Linked DNA regions of Mus musculus: regions 1, 2, 3 and 4 are each linked to region 5. The links are chromatin contacts, called in public ChIA-PET, HiChIP or PLAC-seq, Micro-C and capture Hi-C maps. All regions are on one chromosome and are shown on one strand. The core of a region is the stretch at or near the end of the contact, and the rest is flanking DNA. Distances in the headings are between cores, read along the strand shown. Region 1 holds the start of Parvg (parvin, gamma). Region 2 holds the start of Cdpf1 (cysteine rich, DPF motif domain containing 1). Region 3 overlaps Wnt7b (wingless-type MMTV integration site family, member 7B). Region 4 holds the start of Parvb (parvin, beta). Region 5 holds the start of Fam118a (family with sequence similarity 118, member A).

Region 1 (2,700 bases), core at 148-2,647, 710 kb after region 5:
AGGGAGGCTGGCCCATCCAGCCTCCAGTTTTGAATGAGTCTTTCGCCAATTGGCTCCGCACCCCCAGACTTGGGGTGTGGTCTGTCAGGGCTTTTGCTCACGAAGCCCAGAGCTCGTGCTCCTTGTGAAAGACCAGCAGTCCCTCCTCGTCCTCGTGATGGGCCTGAGACCAGCAGTGTGTCGTGTCTTCCCCGCCCCCGCCCCAGCCTCACAATGCAATGCGCAGTGTCAGGCCTGAGACTGAGACCAGCAGTCCCATCCCACCCCACCTTCCCATCCCCCACAGCCAGCTTCGTGATGAGCACTGTCAGGCCTGCCCGTACCCAGCAAGGATCAGATTCAGAAGCTAATGGCCCCCTTCTGGTTCCCTAACCTACTTCTGGTTCTTCCGCCCACACTTCCCCTCTGGAAGTTTCATTTGCCGCATGGCCACCTTTGACTCTTCCCTTATGTCCCTCGTTCAGCCTCTGCACGAGCCTGGGATTCCCAGGCTCACTGGGATACTGGAGGTCTGGGGTCAAACTGGAAGGAAATTCACAACAAGGAACCTGAGAGTTGTGCTGAAGAAGAGGCACTGGGGGGGGGGGGGGGGCGGTGCTGAGAGCCACCATCCTCAAACTGGCTACAGCCTGGGAACCTTGGGAAACTGAGTCCTACCCTGAAGCCAGGAGCAAAAGGCCAGAGCCCCCTGGGAATGAGTTCCAAACCCCACAAACTGAGCAAGAGAAAAGAGAGTTGGGCTGGGGTGGGGAGCCTGGGCCCCAGCCAGCTCCTCCTACTCAGACTGGGTGACTATAGGCCAGCACGCTCTCTCTTTGACTCTGATGCAACTCTACAGGGAGAAGCTAGACCCTGTGTCCAGCCAAGTACACATAGACCTGAAACTGCCTCTGGTGACCGGTCCCAGGTGGGTTCCTTCCCTGCCCCAAACAGCAGTTTCTTCATGGTGGGGAACTCGGCTTTCTCTCATGCGGTAAAGCTCTGAGTGGCTCTGGTCTGAAAACTGCTCATCTGGCTGTGGGGGAGGTAGTCAGAGCTTTCCTGTGGGGACGGGTCTCACAGATCCTCAGTAAAATGATGCAATGGCCTCAGCAACGTGGCTGGATGTGGGGCTCCCCTTTGGCAGATCCCCCTGACTGTGAGCTCCCAGCTGAGATGTGCCTCTGGGTTTCTATTCAAGGAACCTCTCCACCTTCCTCTCTGAGGTCCACTACCCGGACATGTGAACAGGTAGAAGATTCTAATAGCTCAGGGACCCCACAGGCCAAAGATTAGATGCACTCACCCGCTGCTTCTTTTCAAATCAGGAAATGGAGCCCACTAGCTTAGAGGGTGACCAGGTTCCCAACGCAGACAGGTTCCGGAGGTGGAAGGCAGGGCTTCTGTTCACTTCCTCTGCCACCCCGGTGGCTGCAGACAGCTTCCTCCTCTAAGTTGCTGATGAGCGAGGTACCCTAAATCCACTGAAAGACTGCCAGAACCCCTGCCCCTAGTCTTCCAAGACTCCATGGCATCACGGGGTCTCTCATACTTCCCTCCCTGCCCCCGCCTCTCCATCAATCCAGACAATCACTGTCTGAAACATAACAGCAAGGATAGGACCCCAACAGCAAACTGTGTTCTCCACTGCCTTTTTCTCATGGTGCCCAGCCTGCACCTCTGCCTCCCTCTGAGCGGCCCTCCAACCAAGCTTGCTTGCTCCAACCAAGCTTGCTTGCTTTCTCACTTGCTGATGGACTAACTTCAAGACAGTCTCATGTAGCTCAGACTGACCTCAAAGTCACCAAGCTGAGGTGGTCCTTCAACTCCTGATTCTCCTGCCTCCATCTCTTACATATCTGAGTTACAGGCAGGAGCCACTACACCCAGCCAAAGGCTCCTAAATAAAGCCAGTCTCCAGGTCTCAGCCCGAGTCTCTGCACCCACAAGCTACTTTCCCCAGCTTCCCCAGCCCTCCCATCCTCTCCCTATAAACCGCACAACACCTGCCTGTTCTCTGCCAGTGCCTCAGGCTTTTACTTTGATGTCACAATGCCTGTCCCCATGTCTTGTAAGCTCTGCTCAACTCTTCACATGGCTCACAACTCCTTCTTGGCATGAGCTTTGGTACCTCCTCCTATAGGAAGTCTTCCACAACATCCTTTTCTTTTACAATGGTCTTGGGCTTGCAGCCATGCTAAAACTATCCTTTTTTTTCCTTTTCTTCGAGACAGGGTTTCTCTGTGTAGCCCTGGCTGTCCTGGAACTCACTTTGTAGACCAGGCTAGCCTCGAACTCAGAAATCTGCCTGCCTCTGCCTCCCGAGTGCTGGGATTAAAGGCGTGCGCCATCACACCCGGTGTGCAGCCATGCTAGATCAGCTGATGACATGGGCTGGTGCCTGATAGCTGTCTCACCATCAAACCAGGAGCTCTACAGGTTGGAACCCATCTTTCCCACTCACTACTAAAAGTCAGTGCCTACAATAGCACCAGGCACAAAATGGGATCAATGAGCATATTTTGATGGCTGTTATTGCTTAAAGGACTGTGTTGGTCCTATGACAAAATGCCTGATGGAGGCTGGAAATAGAGCTCAATTGATAGAGTGTCTGTCTAGCATGCAGGAAGCCCCGAGTTCAATCCCCGGCACCTCATAAACTAGGCATGGGAGAGGACATGTGTGATCCAGCTCTCAGAAGCTGGAGGCAGGAGGATCAGA
Region 2 (2,700 bases), core at 55-2,554, 770 kb before region 5:
CCACACCGTTAAAGGCAGGCTATGTCCCTATGAGTTGCTAGCTAAGAAAACCCTTTAAGTCCCAGAAACTAGAAAGGCAATTTCCACTATTGTTGTCTGCATGCCAAAATTAAATGAAAATACTTATATATTGCAGGATATGGAGAAGTCAGGCTAAAACTGCTGAGGGAGTCCAGGCTGCTGAGGGAGAATTATTGCCAAGGATCCTACTTAGTTATGGATTCTATTATGTCACTGTGCCAGGCAAAGTATGTCTCCTGGTGCAATAGTGGTAAGCCAGTACTGATGTTGACAACACTTTCTGGTTGGATTTGAGGCTTCACAGGAGGGAACCTATGTTTGGCCTTATAAACCTGTGCAAAAACTTGTGGCTGGTGGTCATAGGCTCCAGTGGGGACAGTACTGTAATTGTTTTGTTAAATGAACAGACATTCCTTCTAAATACTTGTATTTCTTACCCATAGATTACTGCTGCTATCTGCCTCAGGTGTGGAGGAAATTTCATCTTGACAAACTGTGGTAGTTACTGAGGAGACTCAAAACCAGTTAAATAACTGTGAACCAATGCCTACCCCCATGGCATAGTGGTCCAATGCCCAGCCAGAATGTAAGAAAAGAATTAGATTTCTATGTAACTCCTTCCAAGGTTCAGGGAACATTAGCCAGGAGGGGTAAATAAGAGTCACAAGAAGAAGTTAAGTGTTATATAGGCTTTTCTTGTAGATGGAAACATTCCCTCCTGGAGGCAGATCAGGACGTACAAGAATCAGAAAGCTCACTAAACTTAACTAAGTTAAGAATATCCATAAAGCCCCTTTCCCAAAACCGTGAGCAACTGCTGCAGGAGATAGGTGGAACTACTTCCAAATCGTGCAAAGTCCCAGAGACAGCTCGTAGGCCATCACTCCCACTGGGTAGACTTTTCAACGTTGCAGTTGCCTGAGTCCCTTCTCCCAGAAAATAACCCCAGTACATTCATTGGTGCACCAGGCAAGATTTAGGTAGAATATGTTTTTTTTTTCTGAAGCCCAGAGAGCTCTCCAGCCGCGACCCACAATCACTATAAGCTAGCAGCGGAAACGGAAGCGACAGTAAAGCTCTACCCCGGCAAGGACGCTCTTTTGGCTTTTCTTGCTTAAGGAGGCTGGGACAGAGTGGAGTTGCTTAGGCGCCATGAGGCAAACCGGGGGAAACCGGTAGTGTGGCGGAGCTTCAGCGGGTGATGAGATTGGGCTGCACAAATGCCATGGATCGAGGGCGGAGCCTCAGAGGAGCTAGGGCGGAGCCGCGCAGGCGCAGTGAGGCGGAACTAGTACTGTGGGCGGGCCACGCAGGCGCTCTGGGGGTCCCGGAGGGGAGGTGGTGAGTTTGCGGGGCAGTGTGCTGCAGGAACGCGCGTGGCTAGCTGGAAATGTCCCCTCTGTGTTCCGGCTCGCTGGATCTGTCCTCGGTGCCTCTGGAAGCCGAGGGGTGGGGGTGGGGGAGGCGTTAGACACCCAGCACGGGGAGGGCTGTGCGCGGGTGGCTCGGACCGTGGTGTATATGGTCGCCAGGCGGAGCCCTGTTGACCTGGGGAGACTCAGAGCGGGAGGAGGAGGCTCTGGCGGAGTCCCACTATCCTGGGACTGTCTCCTGACTGTCACCTGCTGCAAGGGCAGCGCGCCCAGCAGCCTCGGCGAGGGCCTGTGACGTGCGAATTAAGATACCACTAGCTAGGTTCGCGCACACCCAAAATAGAATTTCCGTTTTAGACGTCAGTCGGGACATCTGTCAGTTTCCAAGGCGCACATATGCTCCTTTCTGGCTCCAAAGCTCGGTTCTGTAGGACGCAAAGGGTTAGAGGCGGGCGCGCAGCTGGGGCTGGAGCTGGGGATGGGAACTTTGAAAGGCTAGTAGGAATTCCGATACAGCTCGATACAAATCCAAGAATCGCGTTTTCTCGAACTCATCAGACAGCTGCTGTTGCCATCAGACCACTGACCCAGCAATTTACGGAGAGGCGGGGCCTCCAAGGCCTTGAATATAGAAGTGCCATCAAACAGTTAAGAATGCAGCCTTATCAAGTGGACTAGGATACACCTCCCCACCCCAACCTCCTGGTGAGCCAATAGAAACACCCACCGTGGGCTTTTTTCCAGCATGCCCTGGGTGCTGATGGGTAAGACGAAGGACAGAACTGAAGTCTTTATAACTTTCCTGTAAACTGACCTGGGAAAGGCTGTGATTGCTGTATAAATTCATCTGCCTGGATCTTTCAAGGGGACCAAAGTTTCAGACTAACTTTGGTAGGGCAGGAAAGTATGCTCTATGGCAAGAGCAGATTCTTGCGTCCAGTGAAGGGAGGCGGCAGGAGGCACGTGAATCTGTCCTTAAATAGTATCAGAGAGGCCAGTACACCTAAGCACAAGTAAATGCGTAGCCAGTGTAGCAGAAGAACAGGAAAGGCAAACCCACTTCACTTACTGGGTTGATTCAGCACCAAGCAGCACAAGCCAAGCATACGTGTCCACAATGCTGCCTTTACCTTTACCACCTTACCAACAAACCCCAGTTTATAACTCAGATTGAGACCACAAGGAAGAGCAAAGAAACAGCTTTGCTGCCAAGGACCAAAATAGGCACAGAGCCACACACAGTGGAGATGTTAGATAGACCTATCAGATGGGGGGCGTTTAAAGCAAGCACAGTTAAGATGTTGAA
Region 3 (2,700 bases), core at 25-2,524, 530 kb before region 5:
GCCCAGATGGGTCAGAAAGAGTCAGAGACTTAGCAGAACTGGAACCTAGTTTCCACAGCCACGAAGACCCTCTTTGGGGGAGGGGGGTCTAGCCACAGGTACCCTGACTTTCGTCTCAGCCCCCTTGATATTCAAATGGGAAACTGAGGCCCAAGCAGGCCAGGGAGGGGTTTTGGAGGTGTATGAATTCCCAAGAAGAGGCCTAGAGTTGCCCACCCTCAGCCATCTGCAACCCCTGACTGCCTCCTTCTGGGTCTCTCTCTCAGTCTGTTTTCCCCTCTGTACATTTAGGCTTCAAGGTCCAACCCCAGAAACTGCTATAGGGATGAGTAGAACAAGCAGGAAGCTGAACTAAGTGTATGCTCTTTCAGCACTGTGGCGATGGGTGTAGACCATGTGCCAGGGCACGCTAAAGGGCTAGTTGGATGGCCAGGCTGGACCTGCCCCCTCTGCTACTCCCTCCAGGGCCTCACCTGGGTCCAGGTACTCACTATTGGGGTGGTGCTGCAGTGCCAGCACTTTGAGGTAGAAGCAGGAGGATCGGAAGCTCATGGTTATTCTTGACTTCTTAGTGCTTTTGAGGTTAGCCTGGGCTACATGAGACCCTGAAAGAAAGAAAAGGCAAAGAAGAGAGTAGAGGAGGGGAGAAGGGAAGGAGGGAAGGGAGAAGGGCCAAGGAACAAAACACAGCTTGGAGCTACATGCTCTGCCCAGGTTTCTGAGCTGGGGTTACCAGCCAGCAGAGGAAGACTGAAGGAGGACCAGAGGGAAGACAGGTAGCCTGAGGGCAGGGGCCTTGGCACCTGCTGTGTTCCGCCCTGACCAGTTCTGTTCCACAGACCTGCCAAAGGGACCTGCTGTGCTCAGTTCTGGCCTAGGTGAGCTCTCCTTGGTCAGTCTAATCAAATTCAGATTGTAGCTAATGTCTCTGTGTGTGTGTGGGTGTGTGAGTGGGTGGGAACTCTGATCTGGGGGCTCAGGCCAATCTGCACTGCGGAGACATTCCCAACCCCACTTACCTGGCAAGAACATCGAGGTTCCTCTAGTGCTGGCTCCCAACCAACCGCCCACCCCCACCCTAAGAGTGATCCAGAGCCTGGGAAGAGCGCCTGGGCCCCTCAGTGCCTGGAAAAGTCCCGGACACACCTGCCCACCGGAGGGAGAGCTCAGCCCACCCTCCGGGGGATTTGCTGGGTTACTTCCTGGATGAGTGGACCCAGGCCCGCCTTCCTGGCCGATCATAGATAATTAGAACATTCTTCAAATATTTTACCGGAGGATGCCCAAGAAGGAAGAATTACAAAGCACCCTGGGCCAGGAGTGTGGGCTGGAGTTGCTGGGCAGCTGGGTAGCTGTCTGGGCCAAGGCTGGGGGGCCCAGAGGGAAGCTTAGAGTAGCCTGACCCTACTTTCCAGAATGGGAACTGGGACAGGAGACCTAGTGACCTTGGTTACATTGCAATGGTGGGAAATCCTTGCCCTGGGGAGTCAGCATCAGGCAAAAAGGCAGAGCCTTTGGAGAGGACAGGGGTCCCACACTGAAGTCCAAGGGCTCCGAGCTGGCTGAGAGGTCGATACCTGTGAGGAGATGTGTCTGTCTGCAGAGGGAGCAGATCTGAAAGTCCAGCACAGCAGGAGCGAGAAGAGCGAGGCCTAATCCGGGGTAGGTAGAATGCAGCAAAGAAAGATGTTCAAGAGGCTTCAGCTGCAGCTGGGAGGGCTGGGAAAGGCCCTGGGGTGGGACAGGGCCAGTGCAGTGTAGACTGAGCTCTGGGCTAGGCCAGGCAGGAGCTGGAGCAGTTTAAGGGTGGTGGCACCAGAGGGCTAAGGGGCCTGCCCCAGGGAAGGTTTTTTTGTTTTTTGTTTTGTTTTGTTTTGTTTTGTTTTTTAAAGGTCCTGCTTTCCAGAGAGGATGCTTCATGTTTTTCTCCAGGTCCGGATGGTCTCAGTTCCAGTTCTAAACTGTCTTTGGGTCCCGTGCTTGTCTTTGCATTCTGTGACTCTCCACACATGTGTTTGTTCCAGCCCAGCAGCCTGGGGGCAGCCTGGTCCCGTGCGGAAAGGGCTCCGCCCAGAGAAAAGCCAGGCAGAGGTCACTGCTCTTAGGGGCCTGTTTGCTCTGTGGGTAGAGATTTAAAGGGAAGAGCAGGGGGTGCAGAGGCTTGGTTTTGTGATCACCTTAGGGCATATCCGTGGATTTCGAGGTGGCTGGAGGCTTCCTCTGGGTGGGAGAGGCTACTCTGTTGGTCGCCTCTGTGTCGAGCAATGACACCATTTCTCTTTGGCCATTTAAATGGGAAAGGACAAGGTAAGTGACATGGCTTTCACTGACTTGTCTCCCAGGATGAAGAGAGGGAACCCCATGACTCCCCTGGAGCCATCTGCCTTCCAGACTGAGGCTACCCCATGTTTCACTCAGCTGGTCATGTGAGCCAGGAGCCTGGGCACTCTTCTGTGTTTCAATGTGTCTGAGCGTCCTGACTAGAAGCCTTCATTTGTTAACCCACTGAGGGGTTAACAGTCCCTGATTCTCTGCCTGTCTGCCAGCCCAGGGCAGCCAAGCCTCTCTGGGGAAAAGAATATCATTTGTTTTTTGTCTTGTTTTGTTTTACTTTGTTTTTTTTTTTTGTGACAGGGATTCTCTGTGTAGCCCTGGCTGTCCTGAAACTCACTCTGTAGACCAGGCTGGCCTCGAACTCAG
Region 4 (2,700 bases), core at 187-2,686, 810 kb after region 5:
CTGTCCTAACTCCTGAAAAGAAAATAGATTTCTAGGCAGGATGGCAACGTCGGCACTGAGAAACCAAAGACAACAGTGGGTGACCAAGGGAGACAAGGACTTCGGTCTCATTTAGGATACTGATGGAGATGCAGGCCAACCTGAAGGGTCTGGAATGGAAGACTTGAGAGGGGAAGAGCCCATTTGATTAGCAATAAACCCTAGGAAGAAGACCAGGCCTGCCTGCCCCCTGGACAATCTAGGTTGGTAAAGGGCATTCTGGGGTTGAAGGCCTGGGAAGGCAAGTCTGGGCAGAATGTGGGACCCACAGTGTCTTCACCGGTTCTATCAAAGAAGTTCAGCATTTCCCCACATGCCCTGCCTTTCAAGACACCTTGAAAGGCCAGAATGAGTCTGCCCATAATTTAGGACCTGGAGGTCCCTTTATGAGTAAATACCTCACGCCGGTCCTTTGGGCCCACAGGGTGATTATCAGTCACCTCTTAGGCAGGGCTTGCCCTGGAGGCCCAGGCTTTCTGGGAGTCAGTGTGGCTCCAGTGGCTGGAGGAGACCCTCAGCACACCCTAACTTGGGGGTCCCCAGGAAGTGTTGTCTCTGAAGCTTCTTTCTACCTGTCCTTTCTCAGAAAGCCCCTCCCATTCCTCGTGAGCTGCCGGAATCTCAGCCCAAGGGCAAGAGCCTCCAGGACAAAACAATAGAAAATTCAGGAATGTTTCTGCGAGGGGAGGGGAGGGAACTGCGGTACCTTAGGGCTCTGGCCAGAGGCGGAGAAGTTACATCCCTTGCAGTTTTGTTTTTTAAAAGTTTTGAAAGTAAAAAGTCGTTTTAAAATTACTTTCCTGCGCAGGGGGCATGACCTCCCCCCCCGCCCCTCCCCCCCGCCCCCTGCCCTTGCACTGGTTCCAGGCTTCCCCAGGCTCCTGGCCTGTGTGTCCTGTGCCCTTTCATTGACTCCCAGCTTAGGGACGGAGCCATGCTTGCAGGCATCACGCAAACAGTAGCCGGTCCTCTCTACCAGCATGTGTCCAATCACTGTGACGAGAGTGTCACACGACAAGGATGAGCACAGGAACAGTAGCTTGCTAGGCCTGTGTCCAGAGCAGAACGCACGTCCTATGCACTGGGCCAGCACTGCAAATGTCTTACGGACAGGGACCGGCCTGTCCCAAAGGTCGCGTAGCCTGAGCGCGACAGGAGGGCTCATTGGCGCCGCCGAGGCGGGCAGGGAGCGGACACACGGGGGACACCGCTGGCACCCGGCTGGCGCCAAAGGGACGCAGGGGCACACTCACCCTCCCTGGTCTTCTTCTTCCTTGCCAGTGTGCCGCCCAACTTGCCCAAGAAAGACTCGTCCTTCTTCATCTTGGGGGCCCGCGGGGTGGGCGACCGTGGTGGCGCGGAGGACATAAGCGAGTGCGCGCCACCCACCGCCGGCCGGGGAGTGGCCAGGAGGGCGCGGCCCCGGCTTCCCCGCCCCTGCCTACTGACCCCGAGGTCCCGGTGCTGCAGCTGAGCTCCCCCGCCCGCAATACAGCAGGACCCTGCGCGTAGTGCCAGGCACGACCGGCCCCCTTTTGTGCAGCCTCACCGTGCTGGAAGCCCAGAATCAATTAGTCCCACAAACATGTACGGTCAGATGTTGAGTCTCTGCCAGAATCCTGGCGCAGGACTAGGGCATCCCTTGAGTCGATGCTTTGGGTGTAGTGGGTGCCTTTGTGGGACAGTAGCCTCATACACAGTGACCCTTCCCCCAAGGCAAGCCCAGCCAAAGAGTTCCATGGGAGCCACGGGCTGGAAGAATCCGGGCAGCATGGGCACCCGGAGGAAGAGCGCAGGCCCCAGGGAAGGATGCTAGGCTAACAGCCATGACCAGGTTTGTGTTGCACAAAATTGATTGTTGCTGATTTGGGAACAGTAGATGATGAACAAGGATGGGACCAGGCAGGGAGGTTTACTAGGAGCGAAATGAACGTGTTTCTAGAGACGCTGCGGGGTAGAGGCAGCATGAGAACTGAGGCGTAGGCAGAGGGAAAACCAAATGGCCTGTGGCTCCAGCAGAAGGGTGGTTGCGTGGCTCAGCAGAGATAGGAGCTATCAGGGCCGGGGCGCAGGCAGCACCTAATCTGCTGGGAGGGGGGTGTGTGTGAGGGGGAGGTGTTTCTTCCTTCTCCCTTTGTACTGGCTCAGAGCCTCGCTCCTTCTGGCGAGCGGTTTCAGTTCAGTGCAGGAAATATTGACGCTGGCAGAAGGGGTGTAGCCAAGCTGGCTGTTCAGCTAGGATGTGCCTGGGCTCTCCTTGGGATTTGTCATGGAGAATGGGGTGCCCAGTATCTAAAGAGTTACAAGCCAAGGGTGGGATGGGCACAGTGGGGATCCCCTTAGGAGGAGAAGGATCAGAGAGGGCCAGGATTTGGGAAGAAATAGGGAAGAGAGAGTTGCTAGGGAAGGATGGTTTCCAAAGACCAAGATAAAAGTGTTGCCTCCCTCCACTATGATAGGAAGAAAACTCACAGACCTGGGCCAGGCATCTCTCACCCTGGCCCAGTTCCTGGCTGCTCTTATCTCTACTAAAGCACACCCCTCTTTGGCAGCACGGGACATTTACTTGGCTTTCCCAGGCTGACTTCCCTCTCATAACTGTCAGGGAGCCTGAGACCCCAGGATCCCGGAAATCTCAGAAATACAAACTCCCTGCATCCC
Region 5 (2,700 bases), core at 149-2,648:
CTGTTACCTCTTGCATCCCCTTCCCTCACCCCAGCTACTCTCTAGAACCCCCAAGCCCCAGCTGCCTTGAAGGCACTCTTAAGTACCACCAACTTGGCTAATCCCCACCTCCCAACCCTTACCAGCTGGAGCTGTGTCATCTGCCTCCAGCACCCAGCACTGGGCCGCAGAGGGTATCCACTCCCTCTTTAAAAATGCCTGGCCCTTGCCTTTCACAATCATCAGGCCATGTTCTTTCTTGGGGCTTTACCTCAGGGTACCAGACTGCCGGTGTAGCAAGCAAGTCAAGGACTGTTTATCAATGACAATAGCCCGAGGAAAGGATAATCCTTGTTCTAGAGATTTCCAGGACTGAAAATGATAAGATGTGTACCATTTGGCCCCAAACCTCCACCTCAGGGAAGACAGCCACCCTTAAATCAGGATCCCAGAAAGATGGACCTTTAGTTTACCTTCGTCCCATCAATTAGACCACTGTAATCAAGCTTTACTTTCCTGGACTGGTTTTGGTGGGCTGTGTGTGGTAACAGAAACTACCACACATTGAGGGCACAATCTAAAAGAGCTTTGACTGCCCAACTCCCGTTACTCCCAGCGCTGCCATTCTCCACAATGAGTCGGTCCCACACCAGCCTCCACTGCACGGTGAAAACAAACGCACATGCGAAGCCCCACATCCCACCTCCTCTTTGGTTATGCGTGGTCCTCTGTTGACCTATCAGATGGTGCTACTTTTATCCCTATTTACAATTCACAAACCTCAAGAACACTCTAGTAGAAGCTGAAAAGCTCTGTGGACCTCAAGATAGAGAGCAGGAGGCAGGAGATCCTAGGAAGGAAGGTCTCTAGGGATAGGTGGGTCTGAAGGCCTCTCCACCCAAGAAAGGATGGGAGTCTATGGGCCTGGAGACCCGAAGCTTTGGAGTTGGACCAGAGGGGATCTGTTGGACTTCTGGAGAAGATATAACGGTCTCGGGCCCTGAAGCCGCCGAGGTCTGTGTGCTGAGTCTGAGGGAAATCTGGAGGATGGTGAGGTTTTCTAGGTGTGGAAGGTAATCAGGTCCACAGGTGGCCGCGGACCCAGGCAGCCCAGGGGATGTCGGAGGCAGGGTCCCCAGCGCATCAGAGGGCACTAGGGTCCTGGGCACCCTAGGCGGGTTTTGAGGGCTGGGGAGACGCGAGGCGCTGGCACCCAGCCCCGACCCGCCGCCTCACCTGCCGTGCCACGGAGACACCAGTGTCGCTCGCGCTCTCGCCGCCTCCCACCCGGGTCGCGCCCCTTCGGCTGGGTGGAGCCGCCGGGCGCTGCGCCGGATGGCGCTGCGCGTGCACCACGCCGAGCCTGCCCAGCCGAATCCGCAGCGCTCTCTCAAGGCCTTCCCCCCGCGCGCGCGCACTGCCCGCGCGAACGTTCCGCCCTGAAATCAACGGCCCCGCGGCAACGGGAAGCCCCGCCCGAAGGGGCGTGGCCACGACGCGTCCCGCCCCCAAGAGAAGCTACGATTGGACCCACGGACTGTGCTGTCGTGTCCACGATGAGCCTGGTCTTAAGAGACTGAATGTCTCGCGGCCAGTCTTCCCAGCGCTGTTTTGTCTTCAGTTTCCCCATCTGCACGCCTGGACAGCCCCGCGGAAACGCAGAAGGCGTTGAGCTCGGCCGGAACCACCCTTGGGCAACCACTTCCAGCCGGGCTCACTCCATCTACCTCAAGCCACAGGCTGTACAGCCTGTGCCCTTCCCCAGCCTAGCATGCTTCACGTCCTCCCCGCAGTGACCGACTCCCTTACCACGTGTCAGAGTAGGCGTCTGGCCCTTCCGATGTGCCTCTTGGACACGTCTAGCTTGGGCTTAGATCCAGGGACTAATGAGCATATGTACCCAGGTTCAGCACCTGTTAATCGGGTGAACTCAGTGCCCACCCCGAACGTTCGAGAGTACACGTGGGTGGGCTCTGCGCTGGAGCACTCAGCATGAGGACCTTTAAAAGTCAATGACACCTCTCCTTTCTCTAAATAAGGCTGGGATGGATCAAAGCCTATTTCCTCTTCCTCATCTTCCCAGGTCGGCCTGCCCAGGCAAGTTATTTGGACTTCCTCTACCTCTGGCTCCTTTTTTTCTACATGGGTTTGCTGTAAGCATCCCTTCAGCCCCATAAGAAAAATGCATGTGTAATAAAACCTGGGTTTTTGTTCTTTTCTTTTTGAGACAGGGTTTTATGTGGCTTTGGCTGTCCTAGAACTAGCGCTGTAGAACAGGCTGGCCTCAAGCTCACAGAGTTCCACCTACTCTGTGGGTGTAAGGTATACAAAATCACTACCTGGCCAGCTTGAAATTTGTGGCACCAGAGCCCAGAACAGTGGTTTGAACACCTGAGTCTGGGTACCTACTAAGTAGCTGGCCTTTGAGAAAATGTTTTTTTCAGTCCTCAGGACATCTCCCATGAGGATGGCACCCCATTTACTGCAATTAACAGCAGGAGAGGAGGAAGCCCAGAGAAGTTGTATTGGCAATACCAACCATGCATTGGCTTCAAAGGTCTGGGCTTCCCACTACTAGACTGAACAATTTACATGTGATGCAATTTAGTTCACAAGCTCCTGCTTCCATAAAGGGTCCTAAGACTTGAACCTGTGACACTGGAGAAGTTCCCGGGTTACAGGAAGGAAGTTGTTCAAGGAGACTGTAGGCTAGGAGCTGAG

Evidence for each region. A called contact is a pair of places that touch in the nucleus more often than the background predicts. ChIA-PET counts read pairs in DNA pulled down with a chosen protein or histone mark. HiChIP or PLAC-seq counts read pairs in DNA pulled down with a chosen protein or histone mark. Capture Hi-C pulls out chosen DNA fragments and counts their contacts.
Region 1: a contact with region 5 is called in an RNA polymerase II ChIA-PET map of memory CD8 T cells, with 7 read pairs. The contact joins the promoter of Parvg here to the promoter of Fam118a in region 5.
Region 2: a Micro-C map of embryonic stem cells shows a contact between it and region 5, with 6 times the contacts expected there. The contact joins the promoter of Cdpf1 here to the promoter of Fam118a in region 5. A contact is called at or near these places in 1 of 484 Hi-C or Micro-C datasets (embryonic stem cells), 1 of 115 datasets of contacts at active chromatin or transcription factors (memory CD8 T cells) and 1 of 9 other capture datasets (embryonic stem cells).
Region 3: a contact with region 5 is called in an H3K27ac HiChIP or PLAC-seq map of extraembryonic endoderm stem cells, with 5 times the contacts expected there. The contact joins the enhancer-like site here to the promoter of Fam118a in region 5. A contact is called at or near these places in 7 of 39 promoter capture datasets (the 3T3-L1 cell line, embryonic stem cells, frontonasal cranial neural crest and 2 more) and 2 of 115 datasets of contacts at active chromatin or transcription factors (astrocytes and extraembryonic endoderm stem cells).
Region 4: a capture Hi-C map of macrophages shows a contact between it and region 5, with 3 times the contacts expected there. The contact joins the promoter of Parvb here to the promoter of Fam118a in region 5. A contact is called at or near these places in 1 of 39 promoter capture datasets (pre-B cells) and 1 of 9 other capture datasets (macrophages).

Annotation. Positions count from the first base shown.
Region 1 is chr15:84,323,417-84,326,116 of GRCm38.p6, reverse strand. It overlaps Parvg (parvin, gamma), which reads right to left and starts at 1,397. Exons shown (of 13, transcript NM_022321.4): 1 at 1,286-1,397.
Region 2 is chr15:85,810,301-85,813,000 of GRCm38.p6, reverse strand. Cdpf1 (cysteine rich, DPF motif domain containing 1) reads left to right here and starts at 1,304. Exons shown (of 5, transcript NM_197998.2): 1 at 1,304-1,362; 2 at 1,953-2,099.
Region 3 is chr15:85,565,700-85,568,399 of GRCm38.p6, reverse strand. All of the region lies in intron 1 of Wnt7b (wingless-type MMTV integration site family, member 7B), which reads left to right. Among named protein-coding and RNA genes, the nearest start is that of AU022754, 14 kb to the left of the region's middle. Within about 2 kb of position 1,274, at least 27 of the 459 cell types and tissues checked have an H3K27ac peak or open chromatin away from gene starts, as enhancers often do. A contact at or near this core is called in embryonic stem cells and extraembryonic endoderm stem cells, where this site is marked.
Region 4 is chr15:84,230,779-84,233,478 of GRCm38.p6, reverse strand. It overlaps Parvb (parvin, beta), which reads right to left and starts at 1,436. Exons shown (of 13, transcript NM_133167.3): 1 at 1,293-1,436. The coding sequence starts at 1,407.
Region 5 is chr15:85,035,760-85,038,459 of GRCm38.p6, reverse strand. Fam118a (family with sequence similarity 118, member A) reads right to left here and starts at 1,398. Exons shown (of 9, transcript NM_133750.4): 1 at 1,216-1,398.